Regions from separate parts of the Sus scrofa genome. Here region 1 is linked to region 2. The links are chromatin contacts, called in public HiChIP or PLAC-seq maps. All regions are on one chromosome and are shown on one strand. The core of a region is the stretch at or near the end of the contact, and the rest is flanking DNA. Distances in the headings are between cores, read along the strand shown.

Evidence for each region. HiChIP or PLAC-seq counts read pairs in DNA pulled down with a chosen protein or histone mark.
Region 1: a contact with region 2 is called in an H3K27ac HiChIP or PLAC-seq map of alveolar macrophages. The contact joins the promoter of RXRA here to the promoter of WDR5 in region 2. A contact is called at or near these places in 1 of 5 promoter capture datasets (liver) and 2 of 2 datasets of contacts at active chromatin or transcription factors (alveolar macrophages and skeletal muscle).

Annotation. Positions count from the first base shown.
Region 1 is chr1:273,693,345-273,700,611 of Sscrofa11.1, forward strand. It overlaps RXRA (retinoic acid receptor RXR-alpha), which reads left to right and starts at 5,498. Exons shown (of 10, transcript XM_021071603.1): 1 at 5,498-7,267.
Region 2 is chr1:273,555,272-273,562,730 of Sscrofa11.1, forward strand. WDR5 (WD repeat-containing protein 5) reads left to right here and starts at 5,003. Exons shown (of 12, transcript XR_002338163.1): 1 at 5,003-5,123. It overlaps LOC102160100 (a long non-coding RNA gene), which reads right to left and starts at 4,899. Exons shown (of 2, transcript XR_002338154.1): 1 at 4,449-4,899; 2 at 3,172-3,847.

The DNA of each region.
Region 1 (7,267 bases), core at 4,248-6,747, 140 kb after region 2:
CGACCTCTAGCCTGGGAACTTCCATATGCCGCAGTGTGGCCCTAAAAAGATAAACAAATTCCTTTTTTTTTGAAAACCCATGGGAGTTTCCTGGTGGGTCAGTGCGTTAGGGATCCAACGTTGTCACTGCTGTCCCACAGGCTCCATCCCTGGCCCAGGAACTTCCACAGGCCGCGGGTACAGCCAATAAAGAAAGAAATAAAGAAAGAAAATAAAAGCTGGGGTGGGGCAGGGAGGGAAGACCCCCGTGGGGGGGTCAGTGTGGTCTGGGGGCATCTGGACTCCCGCCTGGGATAGCTTTGCTCACCAGGCCTCTGGAAGGCGGTCTGGACAGGCAGAGGCCACAGGCTCTTCTTTTGGCCCAGGGCAGTGTGGGCCCAGCGCTGACCTGACCCAGGCTGAGCTGGGCTTGGGCTCCCGCACCAGTGCCCACAGGTCTCCTTTACCGGCCAGTTTTGTCCCCTCGGACCGCTCCAGCGGAGACCCGCCCGGACTGCGTTCCAGGCAGCGCCCTGGGGGAGCTGCGGTGCAAAGCGAGTCACAGCATCTCGAAGCCTGGTTCCTTCTGCAAGATGGGCGCCCTGGTCACTTTCCCCTCCGCGTGAGCGCAGCACCTGGAGGCGGGGCGCCCGGCGAGCTCAGCCCCCCCGGGGCTCCCAGTCCCCCTGTTTCTGGGCACTTTCCGGGGTGATGGAGGCCCTTCCAAACCTGGGCCACTCCGACCTAGAGCCATTGTCCCCCACGGAGCAGCCTGACCCCCATCCCCTGCCCAGCAGGGCTCTGGCCTCCCCAGCAGGGGCCCGTCACGTCCCCAGGTCCAGGTCTCTGGGGAGCATGTGCCCTGACCCCTGGCCAGAGGGCGCAGAGCCCCTTCTGAGCGTGTCTCATCCCTCCCTCCTTTTCCGCCTTGCTCTGTGTCCTGTCCCCTCTCTGGCCTGTGAGTATCTGGTCCATGAGACTTGGTGCACAGGGTGTGTGTCACCTGGAACGGAGGAAGGAAGGGGCCTGGACCGTGTGGCGTTCCCTTCCGCATCGTCCCCACCCCTTCGAGGGAGGGAGGGGGTGATTGCGGGGTGCTGGGGCCCAGGGCGCCGTCTTGCAGCTCAGAACCTCTTGGATGAGCCCAGCCATTCAGTTGCGTTGGCAACAGACAGCCAGGAACAAAAGCCAAGTGGCCTCTGTGTCAGCCTTTAAAACCACTGAAATGATCTCACTTGTCACGCTGTGGTCCAAGTGTTTTGGCCATTTAGGCGCAACCTTCTGTGCTTGTGACATTAAGTGTATTATTAATCTCACCTGGCCCAGTGACAAGGTGTGCAGATCAGATAAACGTCTGCACAGTCGTCGAGCAAGTGTGAGCGCGTCCTTCTCGGCCCCACGGAGACCCGGGTGTCTTGCCAGACTTCACGAGGCGCTTCTGGCAAGACACTGATGGAGCAGCGCCTGCCCAGGGTGGCAGGAGGGTGGCTGTCGCCACAGTGAGGAGGATGGGGGGGTGCAGGGGTGCTTCGAGAGGAGACAAGACCACTGGTTTCTAGGACCCACGAGGCTGTCACGTGTCCCCCCCCCCCCGGGGTGGGGACGGCTGGGGTCTTCTGAGATGGGATGGGAGCAGGAGGGGGCCATAGCACGAGTCAGGTTTCAGATGCGCTCACTCAGACAGGCTTTTGTGAACTCGTTTTTGTTGTGTGTGTGTGTGTGTGTGTGTTTTTCCGTTTTAAATGTAATAAAGGCTCATTATAGAAAACGAAAATTGCAAAGGAGGATGTGGAAAGCTCCCTGGCTCCATTGCTACAACTCGCCACCGGTAACAGACAGAGAGGGGCTTCTTTTGAGACTTCTGTGTGTGCCACTGCAACTGGAAGCTTTCTGTAGACGATTCGAAGCGGCCTTTTCCCACGTGGCAGCATGTTCTTCTCAGCACCCGTGTGCGTCTTATTGAGCGGATCCCTTGCTGCGTAACCGCTGACTGGGAGGCTGTTTTCCACCTGCTGCCCGGGCGGTGCTGACCGCCTTCCTTGCTGAATCTCCGTCCGAGTTTCTCTTTTCTTAGGATGGGAAGCAGCCGGCTCAGATTTGGGCAGGGTTCCTGCTCCTCGCTGGGCACCGCTGAGCCGCTGACGACGGGGGCACCCCCAGGAGAGGGTTCTGGAACCCCACACCAGCGCGGTGTGGGAGGCAGGCTTATGTTACAGCAGAGGAAACAGGTTGGGAGGGGACGGCCAGCCAGCAGACAGGCTGAGCCCATGGGGGCGCCTCGTGGAGTCTGAAACCAAGGATGTGACACCGGTCAGGCTATCAGGGTGACAGTGTCCCCGTCAGCTAATGTTTCTTTGAACCTGGGGAGCCGAGGGGACCAGCCGCTGGGCTGCCATGTGCCAGGAGCTCCAGGGGCCAGCTCGGCCAGCCCGCTCCTTGGGATGGCCTGACACAGGCGTGGGCCACGTTGTGTGGGGACAGCCGGCTTCTGGGTTCTCTGACTCACCCTCTCTGCCCAGGGCTGGTGGGTGTGTAGTGGGCAAGGCCAGAGCTCACCTCTTTGCCGGTGCCCGGTGCCCTCTGCGGCAGCTGAGTAGCCCCGAGGGCCCCCTGGGAGGCCTTCTACCTTCCCAAGGAGATGCTTCTTAGGAGTGAGACCTAGGGCTCAGGCAGCAGAGCACGGCTCGTGGGGCAGGGCCTTTCTTCATCCAGCTCTGCTCTGAGGGCTCGAGTCACGGCCGTCTCCGCTCCACGTGGGCAGACGTAGCTAAAGCAGGCCTGTCCCCGCCGCGAGGCATGGCGGTCTGGATGATCAGGGACCCCCATGTCAACACTAGGACGGTCTGGAAATTTCCGGCCACGAGGCTTAAACTGGGCGATGCCGGGACCAGGCCTGGGTGAGCTCGTCTTCTGCAAAGCCACCGGGGCTCTCGGCTGTGCCTTGGGGACGTGGCGTGAGATGTGCCCTGACGGTCACTGTGGAGGCTGTGCCCAGCCAAGCTCGGCAGCACTGCTACCTGCGCTGTTTCCTCCAGGCTGGCCCAGGGCAGGCCCGGGGCGTTGGGACTTGGGGGTCTGTGATTTGGTGGGGTGGGGTTGGTCCAGCCTCTCAGGGGCTGGGGGGCAGGCTCCAGCATCACAGGTGGCCTCAGCTGGGACATGGGACCCTCCCCTGTCTCACCTTCAGCCTCCGCATCAAGGGCCTCGGAGCAAAGAGCCTTGGTGCAAAGCGCACTTGAGGCCACTGGTCCCGAGCAGCGTGGGACCCGAGAGCGCCTGGTATCCCGGTCCTGTTCCCATCGCCCTGGGCCGGGAGAAACATCCCAGGGGGACACGAGGATGGAGGGACCAGTGTGGGGGGCAAGGTGAGGGCAGCCTTCTGCACGCACGGCCCGGGGGCTCTGGGGGTGGAGTGGGGAGCCCGAGGGAGGCCTGGCGGGTTGCCACGACGCAGCTGAACCCCCTGTTCTGGGAAGGTATTGGTGGAAGGTCTGGCAGGAGCCCACACATGGCGAGCGCTGCCTGGAGCAGGGCGCGTGGACTGGGGGTCGGGGGAGGGGCAGGTTCCCCCAAAGGGGAAATTGAAGGCCCAGGCGGTGCCTGCGGCCGAGGAAACTTGCTGTTCCCTTTGGCTCATCGGTGATGCTCCGGCCTGGGGCTCACCTTTCTGGTCTGAAGGTGGCGTCCCCCCCCTTGGGGGAGGAAGGGTGCTGAGGCCGCGCCAGCTGCAGGCTGGGGGGTCTGGGCTTCTCCTGGGCGACCGCGTTTCCAGGACAGCCCCTCCTCTCTGGGCAGGTTCTGCGCTCAGAAGCGGCTCCTCTGGGGAACGGGGACTCCGGTTAGTGAGAAGAACAAAGCCTGTCATCAACCTGGGGATGGCCCCCCCGAAGGGCGCGCTGGGGCCCAGGGATTGGGACTAGATGGGGTGATGGTGGAGGGGGCTTGACACCCCCCGGAGGTCTTCTCAGGGCCAGGCCTCTGGGCTCCTCCTGAGGCAGAGCCTCCAAGGCCTCCGCGGTGTCCAAGCCTGGCTCAGGGGCCGAAGACGCATGGCGCTGATGCGGAAACCGAAGCCCTGGGAGGAAGGAAGTGCTTCTCAGTACAGAAGACCTGGGGTATCAACGGGGATATGCTGAGAGCCCCGTTGGTGCCTGGAGAGGAACCCTGCTGTGGCGGCAGGAGCCAGGCCCCTCGGGGCTCCCATCATATGTCGGGTGAAGAATTGGGTGCTGGTGTCCCATCCCCTGGTCCCCAGCTCTGGAGAGCTCACAGGCTGGGGGGGAGCCTCACAGAGGGACAGAGGGTGCAAGCTGCCGCTGGGCTCAGGAAGCCCCGGCCAGGCTCGGGGCTGGTCAGCCAGCTGCCCACGGGGCCACGTAGGGGCTGGGCCTTCCCGTGGCATGTGGAGTGGCCAGTGTGGAGCCGGTCCAGAGCAGCAGTCTGTCCCGGGGACAGGGGTGGCTTGTGGGCAGGGCTGGGTGCCCGCGGGGAGGGAGATGACTCAGGGAGGGAGGGAGGCAGGGCCCGGCCGGTGTTCTCAGCAGTTTGGACTTTATCCCAAGGGCAATGGGGAGCAGGGAAGGGTTTTAAGCTGGGAGGGACCTGATGAGTGACGGGCGCTCTATGCTGGGTGGAGGGAGGCAGGGGACAGGCTGACCAGATGGGGGGCTCTGGCCAGAGAGTGCGAGGCCTGGGCCTTGCAGGGGCCCCCCTGTGGAAGGGCAGCTTCATCAGACCCAAGCTGTAGGCCTGGAGCGAGTCCAGGCCCTCCTTGGACCCGCCGGCCAAGGGCCGCAGGAGAGTGTGTGCCAGGCCGCCTTTACCCCGCTTGCTGGCCGGTCTGGGGCTGGGGGGCCCGCGGTCGCCAGCCCAGGGAGCAAGGGGCCAGCCCCTCTGTAACTTCCCCGTTGCTCGACGTGGAACAGCTCCTCCGATGGCCGCTATCAAGAACCGCTCTCATCGCCCTGCTGCGGCAGTGGCCACATACATAATATTTAAACCACGCCGGTGGGTGACAGAGACGTACGGATATTTTTAATCCCAACAGGCTATTACGGTTCATATCATGTCTGTCAAATAAATATTATGAATCATCTCCCGTTATCTTTATGGGGGCAGGAAGACTACATCAGTGAGACTGAGCACGGCGGCTCGGCCCGTCTTATTTATCCATCTCTTCTGTATATGTATGTGGATTCGGGGAGATTTATGCAGCAATTGTCGATAATAAATGGCCCCGATAAAACACATTATCTTCTGGGTTGGTGGGCGGCGTCTGGATAGGAGAGCCGTCATCAGAGCCAGGCTGGGGACGGGATCGGTGCCCCAGGCTGGGATTCTTGGCTTCGGCTTTTCTCCTCAGCGCCCAGGATGTGTTAACACTGAGGTCCCTGTTGATAGGTTCTTACTTCATGTGAAAAAAACAAAACAAAACAAAACAAAACAAAAAACCTCTGTGATTAGCTGGCTCTTTCCTCCCATTTTATGGACGAAGAGACTGAGGTTCAGAGAGGACCACGTGAGAGTCGGTGGCGGAGCCAGGCTTGGCCTCCCGGTTCCGGCTCCTGCCCCAGCACCCAGTTTTCCCAGTCTGCAGCCTGGCCCTTGCTCTGGACTCTGGTCTTAACACCTGCACACTGGTGGGGAGCCTGAAGGTGGAGCCGTTCTCTGACGGCAGGAGGCCGAAGTGGGTGCTTGTCCCTACGGGGTCGGACCGTCCACCTCGATTGTGACTCTGCTGACCTCGGCGCTGGAGCTGCTGCATGACCTGCAGCCTGTCACGGCTCCCCTCAGCCTCAGCATCGCCTTCTGTGAGACGGGAAGGCAGGAATCCGTCGGCAGAGCTGGGGGTGGAGCTGGCAGTGTGTGGCAGGTCCCTTCTCTGCTACCCCGGGCTCGCTGGACGCCCCCTGGCATCCTCTAAACCCCCGAGCCGCTCCCCGCCCCTGCATCCATGACCCCTTCTAGGTGGCCTTGGGGTTTTGGCAGGACCATCTGTTTGGAGGCCTCTGGAGGGAACCCACCAGCTCCTGCCTGGAGCCGCCCTGAAATCCTGGGCTTTGTCCACAAAGCAGCCCCTATGCCCTTGGGCCTGTCCCACAGGAGCCGGGGCGCCAAACCGCCCTCAGCTCCCAGAGGTTTGGAACGAGGCTCCCTCGTGATGGAGCAAAGCTGCTTGCCTTGAGGTCACCCGATTCACACGGAACCCAACCTTTCTCTGGCCTGTGCACTGGGCTGGGGGTGCAGGGCCAGCTGTCCTTCAGGTCTGGGAGCTGCGGTCAAGGTCCTGCAGGGCTGCAGACATTTAACAGAGGGCGTCCTCTCCTCCCCCGCGTGTCCCCCCCCTTCTCCGAGTACAACAGACTGGAGGCCGAGTGTGGCCAGGCAGCTTCCTGGTGCCCCCCCCCCCGATGACGGCGAGACAGGCCAGGACTCCGGCCAGCTCCATCTGCCTCCCACGTGGGCTCGGCCAGCCTTTGCCTCTCTGGGCTCCATCCCCACCCGCCACCCCTCCCCCAGCTCAACTCATCCGTCACCAGGGACAGAGACTGTCACCCCCAAGAGGGCCTCTGGGCTGGGGGTCTTGGAAGACTCTTCCCTGCTTGATGAGGGCTGAGGGCCCCAAACCCCTGTGACATCCCAGGGGTCGCCAGGCTGGAATCCCACGGACTTTCCCTTGGGGGAAGGAACCGGAAGCGCCAAGGTGCCCCCTGGTGCCCCTGGAATTGCTGGGAGCCGTCCACCCAGACGCCAGTCTCGGGGGCCCCAGCCTGGCAGACACCGGCCTTTAAAAATATTATTCACCAAGCGATTCCGGAGACTGTTTACAAGACTGAGCTGAGACAGGCGCGTGGAAGAGGCCAAAGTACCTTAAAAAGCATCCTTCAGGGGGAAAAAAAAGCCAAACAAAAAACAAAACCCTCTCAGATCCCAGGTTGTAAATAGATGGATATTACTATAAAAATATTTTTGGCTGCAGAAGCACATGGCAGGAAGGCTGGGGGCGGTTTTTTCCATGGTTAGCTTGGGCCTGGCGTCTCCAAATGGGGCAGCCACCGTCCAGGGCGGTGTCCTGTGGGATCATTCGCACCAAAAAGCCCCAGCTTGAGGGGAGAGCGAGGACTAGGAATAGCACACAGCGTGCACACTTGCCAGCAGGGAGCGGGGCCTTCGCCTCCCCTGCAGCTGGCTCCCTTTCCCGGTCCCAGCCGGCCGGCTCTCTGAGCACCCTTGCCCCCCGCCCCTCCGCAGATGGGGAGGCGAGGCTGAGCCTCTGTAGGCCCTGAGG
Region 2 (7,459 bases), core at 3,753-6,252:
GGCGGCCGCCCGGAGGCTGCTGCGGGGCTGACTCCGGCTCAGTGGAAACAGCATCTGCTTGCGGGAAAGGGCCAGGCGGCTGGGAGTGGGGGTCTGTGGCGGACTCTGGGGGTCGGGAGCAGGGGACAGGCCCCCACTCTGCCCTTCGCTTTGCCCATGGGACTTGCTGAACCTTTGTTTTCCTCCTCTGTGAAACCCACATGGCTGACAACCACGTTTGGGGTTTGGGGGGACTGTGTACACAGGCCTGAGGCCAGTGAAGTGGGCACACAGTAGGCGCTCAGGAAGAACAGCTGCGGTGGATTTTAGAACAGGGACCAATGCCAGGAGTCTGACATGACGGGGATGCACAGGTGGAGTGCTGGCAGCCACAGTTATGTTCCTTAAAAGCGAGCCCCCCCCCAAGCCCCTGTTGCAGAGCCCACACCCATACCCCCCACCCCAACCCGGGGGGCGGGGGAGGGGGAAAACCCTAAAGCCTTTGGAAAAAAAAAAAAGGCCTGGCACTGGGACCTCTGATCCCCATCTCTGCTTGTCGCGGAGCTGTTTCTTCCTCCCGTGCTGGGAACCCCCCCCACCCAGGGGAGCTCCCCCAAGCCGAGGCGTGGAGGTGAGGCCCAGACCGGAACAGGTGGGGCCCGGCTTTGGAAGTGGGAGCCGCATTCCAGGGATTCCTGCCAGGCGAGCCGGCCCCGCCCACCTGGCTCCCAGCCAGGCAGTGGGGAGGACTGGGGGGGGGAGCTCAGGGCAGAGGGGTTTCTTGGTGGGGACTTTGAAATGGCTTAGGTTTAAATCCAACAGGACGTGAAAGCGAACCTTCCGAGATTGCGATTCTTTGGAGGGTCTCGATGAAGCACCTACTGTGTGTGCCTCCCCCGAGCAGGCACCTGCACCCCGAAGGGCCGGCCCTGCTCCGGGAGCACACAGTAGGGATGGAGGTGGAGGTCAGTTCGGGTGACTGTCTGGCTTCTCTGGGATTGAGGGGCTGCCAGCGACGAGGGCTTTCGGTTCTAAAACAGGACAGTGCCAGGCGAACTGGCTGGGCAGTCTCCCAGGGGAGGTGACGCAGGGGTGGGAGGGAGTAGGGAACCAGGGGCCGGGGTCCACGCTGGGCGAAGGCCGTGGAGGAGGGAACTCGACAGCAGAAGAAACCTCAACATCAGTGTCAAGAGCTTCCTGTTTCTTCTGCCGCTTCAACTGGGAAACCGAGGCCAGGGGAAGAGGAGAAGGATGATGACACAGTCAGAAGTGGCTTTCTGGATGGCAGAGCTGCAGGCCTGCTGGGCCCTGGGGGATTGTGGGGACACCCGTCCGTCCTGATGGGCCACGGGCAGGTGTGGGCGAAGGGGGAGCAGAGTCCCCCCCCCCCCCCCCCCCCCCCCGATCCAGCTGCCTGGCGTAGCTACCAGGGGAAAAGGAGTTTGAACACAAAACCCACTGACCTCGGCTGGCAGGAGCCTTGGGGTCTCCCGGCAGTGTCAGCAGCCCCCTGCAGCGGGGGTGGGGGTGGGGGGCGTGGGCATCCAGCTGGGAAGTCTTGTGTGCAGCGCCTGGAGACCTTAGGATCTGGCGTCTTCCGACCCTCTCTCAACTGCCTGGCAATCCAAAACCCTGGGCTTGGCCATTAAAGAGCCGGTGTCCCCCACCCAGCTTGCTCGCTGCCTGCCCTGCAGAGCGTCAGAGCTTCCCCCCCACGTCGTCTGTTCCTCTGTCACCTCCCGGCAAGCCCTGATCAAGTTCTGTCCCTGATGCAATATTTATCACTACGTGACAAAATACGCTTTTTCAAAAGCTTTGAGTCCTATCAGAAGGTGGTGTTCTTGGAGTTGCCGTCATGGCTCAGCAGTTAACAAACCCAACTGATATCCATGAGGCTGCGGGTTCGATCCCTGGCCTTGCTCCGTGGGTTAAGGATCCTGCCTCGCCATGAGGTGTGGTGTCAGTCAAAGACGTGGCTTGGATTCCGTGTTGCTGTAGCTGTGGTGTAGGCTGGCAGCTGCAGCTCCGATTCGCCCCCTAGCCTGGGAACCTCCATATGCCGCGGGTGCGGCCCTAAAAAGGCAGACATTTTAAAAAAGTTTTAAAAAAGGTGATGCTCTTAATTTCAGCTCTGCCGCTTCCACAGACCCTCCGATTGACAAAGGCTGCTGTCTTGCCTTTCATCCATCCATCTGTGCATCCGTGCATCCGCCCCGTCCGTGGGTGCGTCCATCCGTCCTGTAAGACCATCGAGGGTGTATTACGTAGTCTGGTTGGGAGTGCAGCCTCTGTCTTTGCCAGTGGTGACTTCTGTGGTTGGGTCTGCTGCCTGTGGGTCCTTGGGGAGCTTTGCAACCTCTCTCATTCTCCACTTATTTCCTCCTTGCGAAAAGAATAAAGGCACTCACTCCACAGGCTTGTTGTGAAGGGTAACACATGTAACAAGCTGACGAAAGACTGAAGCTCCCCCGCTTATCCGCTTATCCAGGGCCACCTGCCACGCCCAACCCAGCTCAGCCAGGAGACACTGGACCAGGAATTACAAGGAAAGATGTGTTTCCCCTTCAGAGAAGCTGGGAGCCACGAAAATGTAGCCCGGAAGACTCACCAGCTTTGGGGGGCGGGGAAGGATTCCCACGAGGACTGAAGTTGGCTGTGGCCTGGTGGAGGGATCTGGGGGAAGGGGGAGGGTACCCAGACATGCTCCTATCATCTGCCTAGAGAAATAGTGTATTTATAAAAACTGTTCACGGAAACAGGTTCATTTGCCAACTGGCTCCCATTGGGCAAAGCGTAGTTAATGTTCTAAAAAACGGATCTCCAAAATGATTTCTCCTCTAGTTTTGATTTTGTTTTGCTTTTGAGAACGGCACCTGAAGTTTCCAGGCTAGGGGTCACATCGGAGCTACAGCTGCCAGCCTATGCCACAGGCACAGCCATGCAGGATCCAAGCCTCGTCTGCGATGTACGCACACACACCGCTCATGGCAACGCCAGATCCTCAACCCACTGAGCGAGGCCAGGGATCAAACCCAAATCCTCAGGGCTCCTAGTCGGACTCGTTTCCACTGCACCACGATGGGAGCTCCCTCCTCTAGCTTTCATTCTCTCTGCCCTTTCTACCTGTGATTTTTCTGAGCCTGACCGCATTTGGGGAGGGATATAAAAGGATTTAAAACTCAGACAATAAAGAAAAGCATCTGCTTTTGTTAAATTGCTTTACCTGCCATGTTGCTTTGTTTCGGGAGGTTAGCTATGACTAGCGATGTGCAAACATACTCAACAGAGTTGTAAGAGCTTCTTTTCACTAGAAGGCTCAGCCTGGGTGGGGCAGAGAGCGGTGGGAATGCAAGACCATTTTACCTGGGAACCTGGTTTGACTTTTGAGTTCCAGGGTCAGGAAGTCCTTTCGACTGGGGGCTGGAAGCTGGTTGCACCGTTTGGGGGTGGTGCTAGGCTACAGCGGGGGTGGGCGGCCTGTCTGGCAAATGCCCCGGGGCAGAGATGGAGTTGGAACTCAGGGCAATGGGGAGCCAGCTCTGCGTCTCGACTTGGGGAATGACGGGTCAGCGCTGGGGGTTTCGAAGTCCTTTCTGCTTCAGAGAGGTTTGGAAAAGGCCCGCAGGGAGGCCGGACTGGGGTAGGCGTGGTGAGAAGAGGATGGCTGCCTGTGAGAACTATGGGAGCGGTGATGGGGTGTATCAACAGAGATGAAACGGGCTGTGCTTGGGGCCAGGCAGCAGGTGGATGCAGATACTCTTCTTCATCCTGAGCTGGCTTGGTCACCTTTGGTGGTCACCGTCTCCTGCTCCAGGACACCTGACCCAAGGCGATGAGGCCTCCTGGGCACAGAGATCCACTCCCAGTCCTGCAGGGCCAGACAGGGATTTTGCGGCCCCTGCGTTCTCCTTGGAAGGGATCTTGGGCCAGCTGCCAGCCTTGTCTCCTGTATCTGTGACAACCACACTAGTATTCCCTGAGGCTTTCCACTTCAAATGCTCTGTCCTTGTTTGCACAGGTTCCTGTGTCATGTTCGGCGCCCCCCCCCCTTTTTAATTTGGCCGAGCCATGGCATGCAAAAGTTCTCAGGGCAGGGATCCAACCCTCGCCACAGCAGTGACAACGCTGAGGCCCTAACCGCTAGGCCACCAGGGAACTCCTAAGTGTTCCCATTTTTAATTGGGAAATAAACTGTGTTACTCTACCCACGGGCCTGGGTTGGGGCCGTGAGGCTGCCTAGCCCACGACCACCTCCACGACTCTAAGACCCACGTGGGTAGCAGAAGTGGGGCAGTGAGATGAGAATGTGCAGGATTTGGGGTGAGAACCCAGGCTCCAGGATCTCCTTGTGCCCCTGAGCCGTCCCTCTCTGGGCCTCCCCTCCCCACTTGCAGATGGAAGTTATAATACCTGTCTGGGCCATCACCCTGCAGGCAGCAGAGCAGCCTGCACGCGGTGACTATTCGTACCTCGGCGTTGGGGGCTCAGGAGAGGGCAGGTGCGCCCGGTGGGCTCCCTGCACCGAGAGGCGAGAGGCGGGCAGACCCCTCCGCCGGCCCTGCGCGGGAGTTGATGGGCAGAGTGCAGAGGACGCAGCCCCGGGAGAGGGCATTCTGAACACTTCGGAGCTCAGATTCCTCGCTTCACAGTTGGAAGGTGAGGGCCTCTGTACCGGGACGTCCCAAACATTGATGAAGACGCTCAGCCCAGGGCTCTGCCCAGAGCGCCGCCCTCTAGTGTGCGCGACGATGGAGGGCGGCGACCCCGCAGATGCCCCAAGTCAGAAGAAAGGTTGGGGCCCCGCCGCCGCTTGAATTCCACGGCGGCGGAACTCCACTCCTCCCTGGGGCGCCGCCGCAGAAGGACCGCCGGAACCTGTCACCTCCCGGGTTAACGCCTTTAAGCAGGAGCACACTGTCCCTTTAAGGCGTTGAGCCGAGCCGAGGCGTTTTGCTCCTCGCCGCTCCCCGTAGCTCCCCTCCGAGAGGCCGGCTTTGTGCGTTTGCCCCGCCCTCTCGCCCCGCCCCCGCGCACGCGCATTGCCGCTCGCCGCGCCGCCTAGTCGAGCTCGGCCCGGCTCCCGCCCAGGCGGCGGCAGACGCGACGCCCGGAGCGCCCGTCCTCAGCCCCTCGCCGCCCGGCAGGTAAGCTGGGGCCGCCCGGCCGGCGGACACGCTTCGGGGGGACGCGGGCTGGGGGTCGACGCCGGCGCACCCCGCGCCGTCCGTCGCGGCACGTGTTCTGGCGGGCCCGGCCCCGGCCCGGGTTCAGCCCCGCCGGGCCTCCCGGCGCAGACGCCCCGCGCCCGCCGCTTCGCCTCCGGGGCGCGAGCTTGGCTGCCCTTTTCCCCGCCGAGCGCCCAGCCCCCTCCGCAAACGGACTCGCACGGACCGCCGCGGAGCCCCTGGGACCCCCAGCTTCTCCCGCCCCCAGCGGTCAGGTGACGAGCCCCCAGCCCCGGGACTGCGACTTCCTTCTGGAGCCGGCGTGCATGACCCCTTTGCCTCCAGAGAAGCACCCCAGACCCCAGAGCCATCCAGTGCCTGGATGTGGCGCGCTGTCTGCCTTCCTCTGCTGCAGGGACGCCCCCACCTCAGCCCGCTCTGTACTCCCAGCCCGAGGCAGCCCCAGGCCCCATTGCTCCCTGAGAGTTCGGGGTTCCGGGGCTGCGGGGCTGCCGTCACGAAGGGAAGGCCCACCACGCCCTGCGGTGGAGCCTCGGACCCCTTCCAGTCTGGCTCGCGAGGGCCACTTTGGGGGATGTGGAAGATCATTCCTGGTGCCTTCTGGTCCCGCTTCTACCCGCTCAGGTCCCTTAGCCCCCGTCTGGCAAGTACTGAGTTAGACACTCTCCCCTGAGGTTGGCCCGGTTGGTAGAGGCAGCTGGGTAAGCTGGACCCCAGGTATGTCTGAGATTTCAGGTGGGGTGGTGAGCAGCGAGTCTCCTCACTCTGTGCGGGCCAGTTACCTCCTGTCTCGCCACACCTTGGCCCCAGTCTCTGGGGTGGCGCCCAGGCATCTGCATTTCGAGGCAGTCCAGGCGAGCACTCTGAAGTTTGGGAGGCTCAGCCTTAGGTGGTCAGACTCACCTGGGAGCCAAGAAGGAGCAAGTCGCAGGTGCTGGGGAGGCTGGCTCCAAACAAGGTGTCCAGAAATCGTATTTCTAAAGGTTGATTTCTGTACGTTAAGGTGTTGCTAGCTGAGGAGTGGGGCAGGGCTGGGGCACTTTTTCTGTCCCCCTATTGGATCCCCCGCTCCTCACCTGAAGGCAGCCAGTTCGCCCCACCTCCTGGTGGGTCTCAAGCCTCTGTGCTCCCTTTCGCACCCCAGACAGAGCCTCTTCTGTTCCTGCACGTGTTTAGCTCGGGGGAGGGGGGGCCTTCTCGCAGCTCTTGGCCTTGGTCTCATTGCCTCCGATGCTCAGTTCTGTGCAGAGGACTCTTCGGCCCACTTGTCCAGCCCAGCAAAGGGCAGGCAGTGCCGGGCTAATTGGCACGGCCTGCTTGCACTAACGACAGTCACAAGCGGCGAGTGCTTCCTGAGCCCCAGCTCTGTGCCAGCACTTTGCCCCCACACATCTGCTGACCTGCCCCTTCCTTGCCCTCCCCCAGCCCAGTACTTGAGCTTTGGGTGCTGCAGGCTCCATCCCTGCGCAGGGAGCCTTGCTCAGGTGACCAGCTGTTTCCCCTCCGCACAGCTCTGGCCACTCTGCACAGCTGGGTTGCGTTGACCTTTCTCTCCCATCTTCTTGGAGGGAGAGTTTGGGACTTGCTCTTGGTGATGGCTCCTGCTCCGCCTCAGTGTGACGAGAAACCTGTGCAAGCTTCCAGTTTGAGGCGCCAAGCTAGAATGTACAGCTTGTGAACCCAGCAGGTTAACAGTGGTGCCAGCTTCCGGGAGGTGGCTGGCCAGTGGGACTTGCGGGATGTCTGGGCGGCTCTGGAATAATGCTTGCCCTTGTTTCAGAATCACCTGGTGTGTTTCTGTGCCAAGTATCCCAGTGGCAGAATCCATTCTTGTGACAGAGGAAGCCAGTTGTACTGTGCAGCTTTTGAGTGGTTCCCGTTTTCATGCTGAAACCTAATTGAGCTGCCTCTTTCCCCCTTCTCTGCAGTGGGTCTTGCTTGCATAGCATCTGCGTACTTTAGGCTGCTTCTGTGGAGGGCTGGACTGGACCATGGGGACCCCAGTGGGCAGGGCCGGCTCTGGTTTGTGCTTTCTGGCCATGCTTTCGGCTCTTAGTGTTTTGGAAGCCGCCTTGTGTCTGCAGCCTGCACCCGGGACCTGGCAGCCCCTCCCCAGGAGGTGTGGACCACAGGCCCCGCTTCTGTGTTTTCAGATGTGGCTCTTCCTGCTCTCATGTCCCTTGGGATGTATTTAAGGATTTGGCTGAGTTTCCAAACTTCTGCACCCGGCAGCCCAGTCTCCTGTAATTTGGCGTGTTGGTTTCCTGACAAGACGCCTTTGGTCCATTGGGTTT